Linked DNA regions of Mus musculus: all the other regions are linked to region 1. The links are chromatin contacts, called in public ChIA-PET maps. All regions are on one chromosome and are shown on one strand. Each heading gives the region's core, a stretch centred on a gene start, on an enhancer-like site or on the middle of the called end of the contact. The rest is flanking DNA. Distances are from core to core; before and after follow the strand shown. Region 1 has its middle 120 kb from the start of Gadd45g. Region 2 overlaps Sema4d (sema domain, immunoglobulin domain (Ig), transmembrane domain (TM) and short cytoplasmic domain, (semaphorin) 4D). Region 3 overlaps Sema4d (sema domain, immunoglobulin domain (Ig), transmembrane domain (TM) and short cytoplasmic domain, (semaphorin) 4D).

The links. ChIA-PET counts read pairs in DNA pulled down with a chosen protein or histone mark.
Region 2: a contact with region 1 is called in an RNA polymerase II ChIA-PET map of memory CD8 T cells, with 6 read pairs. The contact joins two enhancer-like sites. A contact is called at or near these places in 2 of 484 Hi-C or Micro-C datasets (CD8 T cells and embryonic stem cells) and 2 of 115 datasets of contacts at active chromatin or transcription factors (effector CD8 T cells and memory CD8 T cells).
Region 3: a contact with region 1 is called in an RNA polymerase II ChIA-PET map of effector CD8 T cells, with 39 read pairs. The contact joins two enhancer-like sites. A contact is called at or near these places in 1 of 484 Hi-C or Micro-C datasets (the G1E-ER4 cell line) and 3 of 115 datasets of contacts at active chromatin or transcription factors (effector CD8 T cells, memory CD8 T cells and pancreatic cancer cells).

Annotation. Positions count from the first base shown.
Region 1 is chr13:51,962,877-51,966,647 of GRCm38.p6, reverse strand. No RefSeq gene overlaps it. Among named protein-coding and RNA genes, the nearest start is that of Gadd45g, 120 kb to the right of the region's middle. Within about 2 kb of position 2,152, at least 142 of the 459 cell types and tissues checked have an H3K27ac peak or open chromatin away from gene starts, as enhancers often do. A contact at or near this core is called in the G1E-ER4 cell line, effector CD8 T cells and memory CD8 T cells, where this site is marked.
Region 2 is chr13:51,724,731-51,728,501 of GRCm38.p6, reverse strand. Sema4d (sema domain, immunoglobulin domain (Ig), transmembrane domain (TM) and short cytoplasmic domain, (semaphorin) 4D) reads left to right here. Exons shown (of 16, transcript NM_013660.5): 3 at 2,960-3,278. The coding sequence starts at 3,173. Among named protein-coding and RNA genes, the nearest start is that of Sema4d, 67 kb to the left of the region's middle. Within about 2 kb of position 2,116, at least 43 of the 459 cell types and tissues checked have an H3K27ac peak or open chromatin away from gene starts, as enhancers often do. A contact at or near this core is called in memory CD8 T cells, where this site is marked.
Region 3 is chr13:51,766,406-51,770,176 of GRCm38.p6, reverse strand. All of the region lies in intron 1 of Sema4d (sema domain, immunoglobulin domain (Ig), transmembrane domain (TM) and short cytoplasmic domain, (semaphorin) 4D), which reads left to right. It also overlaps Gm19281. Among named protein-coding and RNA genes, the nearest start is that of Sema4d, 25 kb to the left of the region's middle. Within about 2 kb of position 1,961, at least 78 of the 459 cell types and tissues checked have an H3K27ac peak or open chromatin away from gene starts, as enhancers often do. A contact at or near this core is called in the G1E-ER4 cell line, effector CD8 T cells and memory CD8 T cells, where this site is marked.

The sequences.
Region 1 (3,771 bases), core at 903-3,402:
ACATGTACCTCTCTACACATATGTATATGCACACATGAACACGTGCATACCCATACACACGAAACATATCTCACATACACACAGAAAGAGAGACAGAGAGAGAACAAAACAGACTCAGGGAAAGTATAGTCCAGTATCGCTCAACATTCGGCCGTTAACAATATTAGCCATAGCCCTAACAGGGCCCCAGAAGGCAGACAGAAGCCTATATCCAGATCCTAATGCCTCCATCTTTGATGGCACCAGTGACCTGTTTCACAATGAACATTCATAAGCCAGGGTCTTGGGCCTTGGGAAGTTGATGAACAACTGTAGAAGCTGGAGGTGAGCTGGCTGGTGGTGGATTCCTGGCTCTATGCCAGCCTCGAGGCCACCACAACCTTGCATAAACTTCTCCTGAGAACAACTTAACCTGGTATGTCTGTGGGATGGGTGGTAGGCAAGACAGAGAGAGGACCTTGAACAAGCTTAGCCTACTGGGATCCACACCATGTAGCCTCTTTCCCTAAGGGCCACTGAACCTGGGGCTTGCTTCCGGCAGACAGATGGGACCATGAAGGACATCCTCTGTTGCCCTCTATTTATTATTGGAGGAGGGAGAAGAGCTTGAACCAGCCAAGTGCTCTGCCCCAAGGCTATGTCCACAGCTTAGTTGTCCCAAATCAGTTGACGGGGTTATCAAAAAAGAACATGAGTTGATAAGCAACCTCGGGAGAAAAGATCTAGTCACACACTACTTGCTAGCAGAAGTCAGGGGTCAGAGCTGTCATCAGTACAGAATAAAAAAATGTCCCGGGGTACAGATCAGTTAGTAAAGTGTTTGCCTAACATGCATGAGGCCCTGGGTTTGATCCCCAACACCTTATAAACCAGTCATGGTAGTATACTTCTATAACCCTAGCACAAGGAAGGTGAAGGCTAGCCTCAGCTAGTGAGTTTAGGGCCAGCATGGGCAACAAAAGACCCTGACTCAGAAAACAAAAATATTAAACAAAAAATAAAACGTTAAAATTGATAATTAACAATAATAAGCTATCTTCCCTTTACAGATGTTTGTGAAGCCCCTGGTCATCTGTGTTCCTGCCAAGCTGACATCCTATATCACCATTTCCCAGTATGTCCCCATTTTTGGAAGAAAGGGATGGAGCTGTTGAGGAACAATGAAACTACTGAACGTGCGTCTTCATTTCATAAACAGAGGACAGGCTTGGGCTTCCCCCTCCAGTAGAGCGCTTGCTGAACATTCGTGCTGTCTGTTTGCATCCTTAGAAAGACCCCAAGAAGAGACAGAAAGAGACACTACACTTGCCCGTGACCTTCAAACACAGACAGATTCCAAGTTCAGAGGTGGCAATCTGTGGCAGCCCAGACAACTGGGTTCTCACCAGGCCCTCAGAGGGACATTGACAAAGACCCCACTGTAACCTGGTATCCTTTCCCCAGTCCATCGCTGCCCAGGGTCAGCTCAATGTCCCCACCTAAGGCCCCAGTGGAGGTCACCTCTCAGCATCCACACCCCCTAGCTGGTGCCAAACTCAGCAAAGGCAGACAGAATGTGGCCCACAGCCAAGAAGGAGAAACAGCCTTTGGAAGCCACTAAATCATCCCCTTTGTTCTAAGTACCCCAAGACAGTAGAATGATCTGGAAAACAAATTCCCATGAAATGATTCAGCAAGAGAGAAGAACGTTCTGGAGACTGACTTCTACCTAAACCATCTGAGCAGGTCTATGTAACAGCCTTTCTCAGAGCTGCCCTTTCTCTACACGAAAGGGCTGATTCCAGCAGAGAGGGTCATTCCACCTGCTGTGGAGCTCATCTGCCCGTTGAGCAAGCCAAGCTAGACCCTGAAAGCCAGGCACTGCTACCCTGTGTGGCCCTAGTGTCTGCAGGGAGCATGCAGGGAGGACACTGGCTCCCTGTCTACACAGCAGGAACTGACACACAGATGCCTCAGACAGGCTGTGCTGAGTTTTGTTCCACCCTCAAAGAAAACCCAACCCCTTCCCCCAAATGAAGCTGTCTTTACAATGCTTGCAGGACCAGGGTGGGATTTGTGCAGCTCTGATTGTTCGGGCGGGCTGGTCCCCAGACCGGCTGAGTCACACCGGAAGAGGCATTCTTCATAATTCTCCTCAGGCCCTGCAGGCTTTGTTTGTACACTTGCCTGTTTCCTGTTCCACTGCCCCTAGCCCTTCCTCCACCTGCGCACGCTGGCACTGCAGAGAGGACCGTCGCTGTGTGTACTAGCCTTAAAAAAATGAAGACAGAAAAATCTAGTTCTTCCTCATCAGCTTTCTCTGAGCATGGAGAAAGAAGAAAGGAAAAAGCAGGGAAGATGTTGCAGCCGGGGAGAGCTTTTCTCCTGCGGCTGAAATCCTGTCCCAACATGGCTTCCCGACCCCTCACCCAGAAGGGGAACCCTTCAGCCCTACGTCGCTGGAGAGAAAGTTCTCATACTCCACAATCTGTTTCCTGGAAACCCTGGGAGTTCCTCAGAGCCGCTCAGAGCAGCTGTGGAGGAAGAGAAGGCCAGGAAACTGAGGCAAGCCAAACACCAAGTTCTAGTGAGAGTAGAGAGACCAAGTTACAGTGTGCTCAGATCAGCACCTTCTTCTGCTCACTGTGTAGGCCACAAACAGGCCTAGAAGCAAAGGGACTCTACTCTGGGAGCTCTTAGGGGCTGGGGTCGGGGGAGGACACCATCCTCTCTGTGGCCCGGGTGTGACTACAATTAGTCACAAAGCTTGGGGCATTGCACTGAGTGGCTGCTCTGTGTGACTGGCCTGCTGGAGGAATGGCTATAAGATCAGCATCCAAAGCTCTGACCCAGAGTTGTTCCTGTCTGAGGGTACAAAAAGTAGAGAAGAGCCTGAGAGACAGGAGGTCCAGTGACAGGCCCAAATTGGGATCCAGCTCAAGGGGAGGCTCAGACCCCTGAGACTGTTACTGATGTTGTGGTGTGCTTGCAGACAGGAGCCTAGCATGGCTGCCCTCCGAAAGGCCCAACGAACAGCTGAAAGAGTCAGATGCAGATACTAGCACCTAGCCAGTGGATGGAAGGCAGGGACCCCTGTGGTTGAATTGGGGGAAAGCTGGAGGAAGATGAGGACGAGGGTGACCCCATGGGAAGACCAGCAGTCTCAACTGACCTAGACCACCAAGATCTCTCAGACACTGAGCCCCACCAACCAGGCAGCATACACCAGATGATATGAGCCCCCAGTCCCCACCCCCAGCACATATACAGCAGAGGACTGCCTGGTTTGGGTTCAGTCAAAGAAGATGCACCTAACCCTCGAGAGAATTGAGGCCCCAGGGAGTGGACCCAGGGAGTGGAGAGGCATGGTGTGGTGAGGAGTGGGGGTGGGAACATCCTCTTGGAGATGGGGAGGGGGGTGGGGAGAGGGGGGATGGGATAGGAAGCAGTCAGGGGGCAAACCGGGAGAGGGATGAAGACTGGACTGTAAAAAAAGAATTAAAGAATTTTAAAATAAAAAAAAAATAAAAAGCTAGAAAGTCATCTCAGACAGGAACTTGAGGGGAGACAAAGGAAAGTTCAGAGGGGTGGCCATGGAAGACATGACACTTGGTCAAAAAAAAAAAAAAAAAAAGAGGAGGGAAGGGGGAGACAACAGCTTTCTTGGGAGAATGCAAGTGTGTCATCATGAGTCACCAGAAAGCCGAAGCAATGGTGTGAGGAGAGGTGAGCCCAGGGTCAGACAAGAACCAATGAGAAAGCCAGCAGCGTTCAGCAGCTGTGGACATTAAT
Region 2 (3,771 bases), core at 867-3,366, 240 kb after region 1:
CCTCCTGTCCTTCCGTGCTGTGGTGGGGCATCCTAATTAGCGGCTTGCGTGTCCATCAGCTCACAGGTTCAGGGCACCATGTTGGGTCTGGTGTTGGGCAAAGCCCTTCTGGTCTGTTAGCCCCTGGTTCTGGACTCTCTTTCTTGGTATCTTGCTCGGCCCCACCCCACTTCTTTTCCAGGGCTTAATTAATTAGCTTGTTGTTAATCAATTTTTGTTAATTAACAAAATAATTAATTAAATCCTGAGCCAGGACCTCACTGTGGAACCACGGTAGGACTGGGACTCACTGTGTAGACTGGAGCCTGCCTCCCCCACCCCACCCCACCCCCCCCAGTGTTGCGATTATGGCCTGGGACTACATATAGACTAAACTAGCAATGAACTCACAGAGCTCCCTCTGACCTATGGTTAAAGGCCTGTGCTACCACCTATTAATTTTGGAATCTGTTTTGTATCTTTAAATTTTATTTCAGTCAGGGTCTTCTGTAGCCCAGACTGACCTCAGACTACATAGCTAAGGCTAGCCCCGAACTCCTCTTTCTTCTGCCTTCACCTGGTGGTGCATTGACATTCTAGGTTTATGAAGGGCTGGGGATAGAACTTTGGGGCTTTGCGCATGTGAAGCAAACATTCTACCAATAGAGATAAGGAATGTTTTCTTTTCTTTTTTTTTTTTTTTAAATAATCTATTTATTTATTACATGTAAGTACTGTCTTCAGACACACCAGAGGAGGGCGCCAGATCTCATTAGGGATGGTTGTGAGCCACCATGTGGTTGCTGGGATTTGAACTCAGGACCTTCGGAAGAGCAGTCAGTGCTCTTAACCGCTGAGCCATCTCTCCAGCCCAGGAATGTTTTCTTATAAAAAATGTTCAAGCAGGAATGTGACCTGCATGACCTTGGCTGGCGACCCTGGCAGGCGTTCAGCCTTCTCTGTTCACACCAACATCTACTTCCATCAGGGGGATGTGAAGAGGAAAGAAATATCCATGTCCCATGCTACCTGACCCTCGCAGCTGGAACAAATCAGAGGGCCTCCTGCGTGTCACAGCTCCCTTGTTCTGCTCATCTCCAGTTTCTGCAACACCCAGGATCTTCTGGGCTTAGACCAGTGCCACCTGTGCCTCTGTACCTAGAGGGTGCTTGAGATCAGAGTGGTGTTGCTGTCCTGGCTTTCCTTAGCTGTGAATGCTCAGTGTTGGAGGGAGTTGGTCACCATGGCTTGGACCCTAGCAACCCACAGCCCCCTTCCTCACTGTGGCAGGAGAATGGGCTCTTACGCGACAGGACGCAGCACTGTGAACTTGCTCAGCAAAACGCAGAGTTCATAATTGTCGGACTCACCACTGTCTGTTTCCCAGTCACTGCCTCAGTTCTTGGCTTCCTGCTTTCTGGTTGGATCAGGGTAGGAGTCACCCCTTGTGCTTGGCTGCTGTGAATTTCTAGGGTAGGACAGGGGTCCGTCTGGCTCCTATTCTGTAGAACCGCTGTCTATAATTGGAGTCACCTCTTTGCATGTCACCTGTATCTCCTTTTGAGCTATAGCGATAGTTAAGGAAAATGGTGAGCTGAACTGGCTTAGAATATCCCACTCCTTGGAGGAAGGAGGGGTTCGGGCTATCTTTAGGAAGCTTCTAAATCCATTGGGATAGAAACCAGACAGTCGGGGCTGGTGAGATGGCTCAGTGGGTAAGAGCACCCGACTGCTCTTCTGAAGGTCCAGAGTTCAAATCCCAGCAACCACATGGTGGCTCACAACCATCCGTAATGAGATCTGATGCCCTCTTCTGGTGTCTGAAGACAGCTACAGTGTACTTACATATAATCAATAAATAAATTATAAAAAAAAAAAAAGAGAGAGGAAGATAAAGAAGAGAGGGGGCACTTTCTATTTTAAAAAAAAAAAAAAAAGAAACCAGACAGTCTGTCCTTTAGTACCGGACAGACTAAGGGACTGAATAGAGATGCTGGAAGAGCCTGCCCTGCCCTCTGTGGGAGGAAGGGTGGGGCAGGGGAGGCCTGGCAAGTGGGTAGATGCCATGCCAGCATTGGGCTCACATCTGGAGACTGTTGTGCTCCCTTCAGCTTCTAGTAACCACACCCAAAGGTGAGGCGGATCTGTGTATCAGGGCAGCTGGTGAGTGACTCAGCGCTGAGCTCTGCATCCTGGGATCCTGGTGTGTGCTGGGCCTCAGGCTTGGCTAGGGCAGGTGAGGACAGGGACAGAGGCTCAAGGGACCTGGCCACAAGTCCATCAGACAGCAAAGCCTGGTCTTCTGTTTCTTGTTTGTGGACAAATCAGAGTTAATTGCTAGTGTTTCCATGGTAATTAACGGCTTCCTGGTGAGGCAGGAAGAGCTCGGGTTGCCTCCTGGGCTAGCTATGACTTTTGATGTGACCCACTACTCCTGCAGAATGGGGCCCTGAGGCTATGTCTTCATGGGTACGGAGGTTAGTGTGTGCTTACATACTGTATGTATGTATGTGAGCACATGCGTGCATTTTCGTGCACATTTGTGTATGGCTATGTGCATTCTGTGTGTCTACCCATGCATGTGCACCCTTACATGTATTCCCAGGGGAGTGCCCTGTAACCGCAAACCTCTGATGTCTGGTAATATTCCTGGGTTAGCATGTCAGAAGTTGGGAAGTGAGCCCTCCAGGGAAACTGAGACCCGTACTGTTCCTTTCAGTTGTGGCATGTCACCAAGCACCTGGCTGTCCCTCTAGCTAGTTATTTCCACCTTGGTGGGTCCATCCATCTTGGTGTGTTTTAGCCTTGTTGTCTTCTCTCTGTGGGATCTGTCTGTCTGGCAGCCCCACAAATCCTGGATGCCTTCCATGTCCCTCAGCAGGCAGGTTCAGACAGGATAGACAGTAGAAAGGGATGGAGGGGACTGAGAACCATCTGGAGCCGCTGGGACCTATAGTCTCGTCCTTTCCTTCTTTTGCAGGTCAGACGGGAACACCGGCAGCCTTGGCATGACGTCGTGAAGGTGGCCATTGCTAACCTGACATGTGGGGACTCAGGAACCCCACCCCTTATGGGCTCCAGTCTGTGCTGCTGGCCCCAGCTCTGGGGCTCTAAGAGGTCCTTGCTGCTACCCCACAGCAGCCTGCTGCCATCCATGTGTGCCCGTTGCTGAAGGCCTCGGTGGCCCCTGCCCATGAGGATGTGTGCCCCCGTTAGGGGGCTGTTCTTGGCCCTGGTGGTAGTGTTGAGAACCGCGGTGGCATTTGCACCTGTGCCTCGGCTCACCTGGGAACATGGAGGTAAGTGAGTGTGAGCCATGAGTGAGTGTGAGTGTGGGTGCAGCAGCTCTGGAGAGTGTGGGGTCCCTGCTTTGGATGCTCTGTGGGGTCTGTCAGGGCAGGCTTAAGCCGCTGGGATGTCAAAGGATGCTGTGTGACCAGGAGACCCCACAGCAAGCGCCAAGCTTAGGTTGGACGGTGTATGTGACCTCAGTGGCTCACGGCTTACTTAATGCTGACGACATCCCAGGTACTTATGCTGCACTGTTGAGATTAGCTCAGCCTCAGAGAGGTCTCCAGGCCCGATTTCCAGGATGGGGACACACTGGCTGTCCCACATTCCAGGGAGGGAACTTTGTGAAGACAGAAGCCGGGAAGCAAAGTGCACTGAGAATGTCCAACTCTGAAGCTACCTGGACACTCCGGGTGCTGACTTGTAGGCAAGTTCAGATGAAGTTCATTGATGGGGGAGGGGGCAGAATGCTGAGCTCAGCATCACAGCAGGAACCTCCAC
Region 3 (3,771 bases), core at 712-3,211, 200 kb after region 1:
GTCCCTTGCTGTTGAGTCTTGGGCTGCTGTCAGCCTTCTGCAGCTGTCTGCTGCCACTTTGTATTAGTGTGGCTTTTGCCAGTGTGTGACATGGTGTCAGCAGTCTGCTCAGGTGAGGACATGAGCTACAGCTCTGTCCCAGGTGCTTGACAGCTCATGGTGGCTGGAAGGCAATGTTCTAGGGCCTAACCTCCACTGTGGTCATATGCAGACAAGGGTTTCTAAGAACCATGTCTTTCCTCCTCTCATAAAGTAATTCATTGTTTTTGTTTGCGGAGACAGAGTCAAACTGGCCTCAGAATATAATTAGGTATATTGTATCCAGACATTTTGTGTTAAAATAACAATGACCAAGACACTGAAGAGGTGACTGAGTTTGTGGCTAAAGTTCTTGCAATCTGGGTTTGGGACCCCAGATGTAAACTCCCAATGAGATGGTGACTTGCCTATAGTTCCACTCATGGAAGGTGGAGATGTGGGATCCCTAAAAGCAAGGTGGTTAGGGAGACTGCTGTATTGATGCGTTCTGGGCTTGATCTAGAGACCTTGCCTCAGTGAGAGTGATTGAGGATGAGACTAGACATTACTTTGGGCTTCCACGTGAACATTCACTTGCATTTTGTGTGTCTTGAGACAGAAACTGAAGGGCTGAAAAAGGACATCAGGTGAGTTGCTTGGGTGTGTGCAGTTGTCCATCTGTGTCTAAGGGGATAGGATGGGTTCTAGAACCCTCACCACAGATGCCAGGATTCGTAGATGCAAGGTTTTTGGTTCTTTCTTTCTTTCTTTCTTTCTTTCTTTCTTTCTTTCTTTCTTTCTTTCTTTCTTTCTTTCTTTCTTTCTTTCTTTCTTTCTTTCTTTCTTTTTTCCATAAGGGTATGGTGCTTGTTCACAGCGGTGAGCATCCTTGTATACACCAGCCACCTCTAGGTGCCTCACAGTTCCAAGATGATATATGTGCCATGTCAGTGCATATAAGGAATAGGGACAATGACAAAGGGCAAAGACTGCATATGCACAGAGCTCCGTCTTGTGAATGTACATGGGACCCATGTGTGCAGAGGTCCACATGAGTCTGGGTTGTGGGCATGGAGGGACCAGGAGCCCCAGGGATGCTGAATCATCTGTAACTATCAGATGCTGTGCTTTGTCTTTCTGGACTCTGAGGGATCCCCCTGAATCATCTTGGTTCTGGAGTGTTGGGCAGTTAGAGCAGGGTGGTACTGGGGGCAACACGTGCTTAGATCCACACTTGGTACCAGGAAGAGGCAGAGATGGTGCTGTTCCAGAAGAGTGCCCTCGGGGGCTCTGCTTAAGGAAACTCCAGCCCCGGCAACCAGGAGAACCTCAGCTCACCTTCATCTGGAGGCTGAGAGCTGGGAAGTTAATATCAGCTTCCCTCCAGGGGGCTGGTGACATTTTAGTTTCTGCTCTGGTGGCTTGTGAAAGAGTAACGAAGGCCCTTCTAGGGTCTGCCCCCTGGAGCTTTGGACTTAAAAACCTCTGGTTATATAGTAACGGGAGCGCTAGGAAGGGAGTGGCATCCTCCCAAGAAGGTTCTGCAGCCGAGTCTGCTTCACATTTGGGCTCATGCTCAGCTCTCATTCTCTCTGTATTTACAGGCATTGCATGCTGGGTACTGATTGCAGAGGAAGGCAGTGGCAAAGGGCTTAAGGAAGTGCACGCTGAACAGAGGTGCTCTCGAGCAGGGCGGGTGCTACCAGGTTGATTGACACCTTACTACCACACACACACACACACACACACACACACACACACACACACTGTGTTCTAAGCAGTGGAGTACTAGTGAGGTACTGGGTGGGCTCCTGGGTACTTGCACATCTGCGAGGGCAACTGTGCACGTGCTCATGTGATCTTTGAGTACTGGTGTGTCTGAGCACGTGCACACATCTAGCAGATGCTGTTGTAGGTGTAGTGTCAGGCCAACACCCAGGGTCTTCCTGCTGCCTTGTGGTAGCTCCGGGAAATGAAGGCCCCAGGCAGTTCCAGTTCATGTCCCTGCCCCAGGCTTGCAGAGGTGTTTTGTCAGCCCTGAAGAGAACCCACATCGACAGAAATGAAAATGAACTCACATTGCGGTGAGATGAACTCAGGTGATTTTCCTAGTTTGTTTGTTTGTTTGAAGTAGAACGTGTGTGTGTGTGTGTGTGTGTGTGTGTGTGTGTGTATCATGTGCATGTTTGTGTGCAGGCACACATGAGTGCATTTGCATACATGGAGGCCACATCATAGCCTTGACTTATTCTTCAGATGCCTCCTAGTTGATTTTTGTAAAGATCTCCCGCTGGCCCGGAACATGCTGATTCAGCTGTGAGTCCCCCAGGAGTCTCCCGGCTTTCCAGTGCTGGGATTAAAAGCACACATCACGTTTCCAGCTTTTTACTGGGTTCTGGGGGCTTAGGCTCAGGTCCACATGTTTGCAAGGCCTTATCAACTGAGCCATCTCCTCAGCCCCTGAGTCAGGAAATGGTTTTGAACTTCCTGTTCTCTTTAGATGTCTGGCCCATTGGTGCATGCCCCTGACACAGTGCCACGGGCTGGCGAGTCCCACGTTTATATGGGTGCACTCTTAAAAGTCAGGCTCAGACCGAGAGATCATTGACTCTGCTGAGATTCTCAGATCTTGGGTTCTTGCTGTCATGGGCCTGGTTAGCTCCTCACTCTTCTTTCTCCTGCCCCACTCCAACCCCAGAAATTCAGGACAACTCCCAACTCTCCTTCCATTCATGGTTTCCCCCCAAGTCATCCCGTTTCCTAACCTCACTATTGTGTCCCTTCCCTTCTTCTAGTCTCAGACTTTGGAATAAGTAACCTTTAAGTTGGTGTTCGATCAAGGGGCTCCGGGCTGTGTGCCAATCCGTAAGTCACATACCACGGACATCAACATTGACTGTCCTCTGTGGATGTACAAATGGTTCCAGGGCAGTGGAAAGGTAACCCTTGCCCTCCCATGGGAAGAGCCGACCTGTGTCCATAGGAAATCCATCCCAATGTCCCTTGACTTCCTATAGCTTTTTGTTATGGAGAAGAAATTCACATAACATAATAGGATGCTGTACAGGGACATTCTGGTACTGTGTTCTTTGGCTTGGGAAGTATTGCAGCCCCCCAGAACTTCCCGTCCTCACCAAATCAGTTTAATGAGTTGTTAGGAGCTGTTACTACGCACAGCCTTCTGGAGTTTGTCCAGTTATTAGCTTGTCATTCAGAAAATCCTTTGGCTACAGAACCCTAGTGTCTTATGATACAGTTTCCACCAACGTGGTACTCTTCTAATGGTGGATAAAACTTATTAGAGATTTATTCTGGCAGTCTGCTATGGTGATGGGCTATTTTATATGCTTGGATCATTCTTGCTTCTGCTTAGTTGTATGATCATGTCGCTATATAATGCCTTTGAGGGCTCTAGTATTTTTTTGATTTGTACAAGTTCAAGTAAAAAACAAGGCTCTGAGTTTTCAGCTTGGTGGCAGAGGGCTTGCTTAGTGTGCTTGAGAGGCTGGGCGTCATCTTCCCCCAACAAAACTATATATTTAAAAAATGGGGGTTTAATAAGAAGACTTGGTCAGAGGATGTAAAGGCCAGTCCACCCTTTGGCCATGAGGATCTGGTATCCCCAGGGTTACACCGGTGGGAGGGTGAGAGTCCTGAAGAACATAGATTGCAGAGAAGGGCTAGGTGTGGCATAGGAATGAACATGTCCCAGGAGTGTCCCAAGAGTGGCTTGGGAACTATGGGATCTAAGAA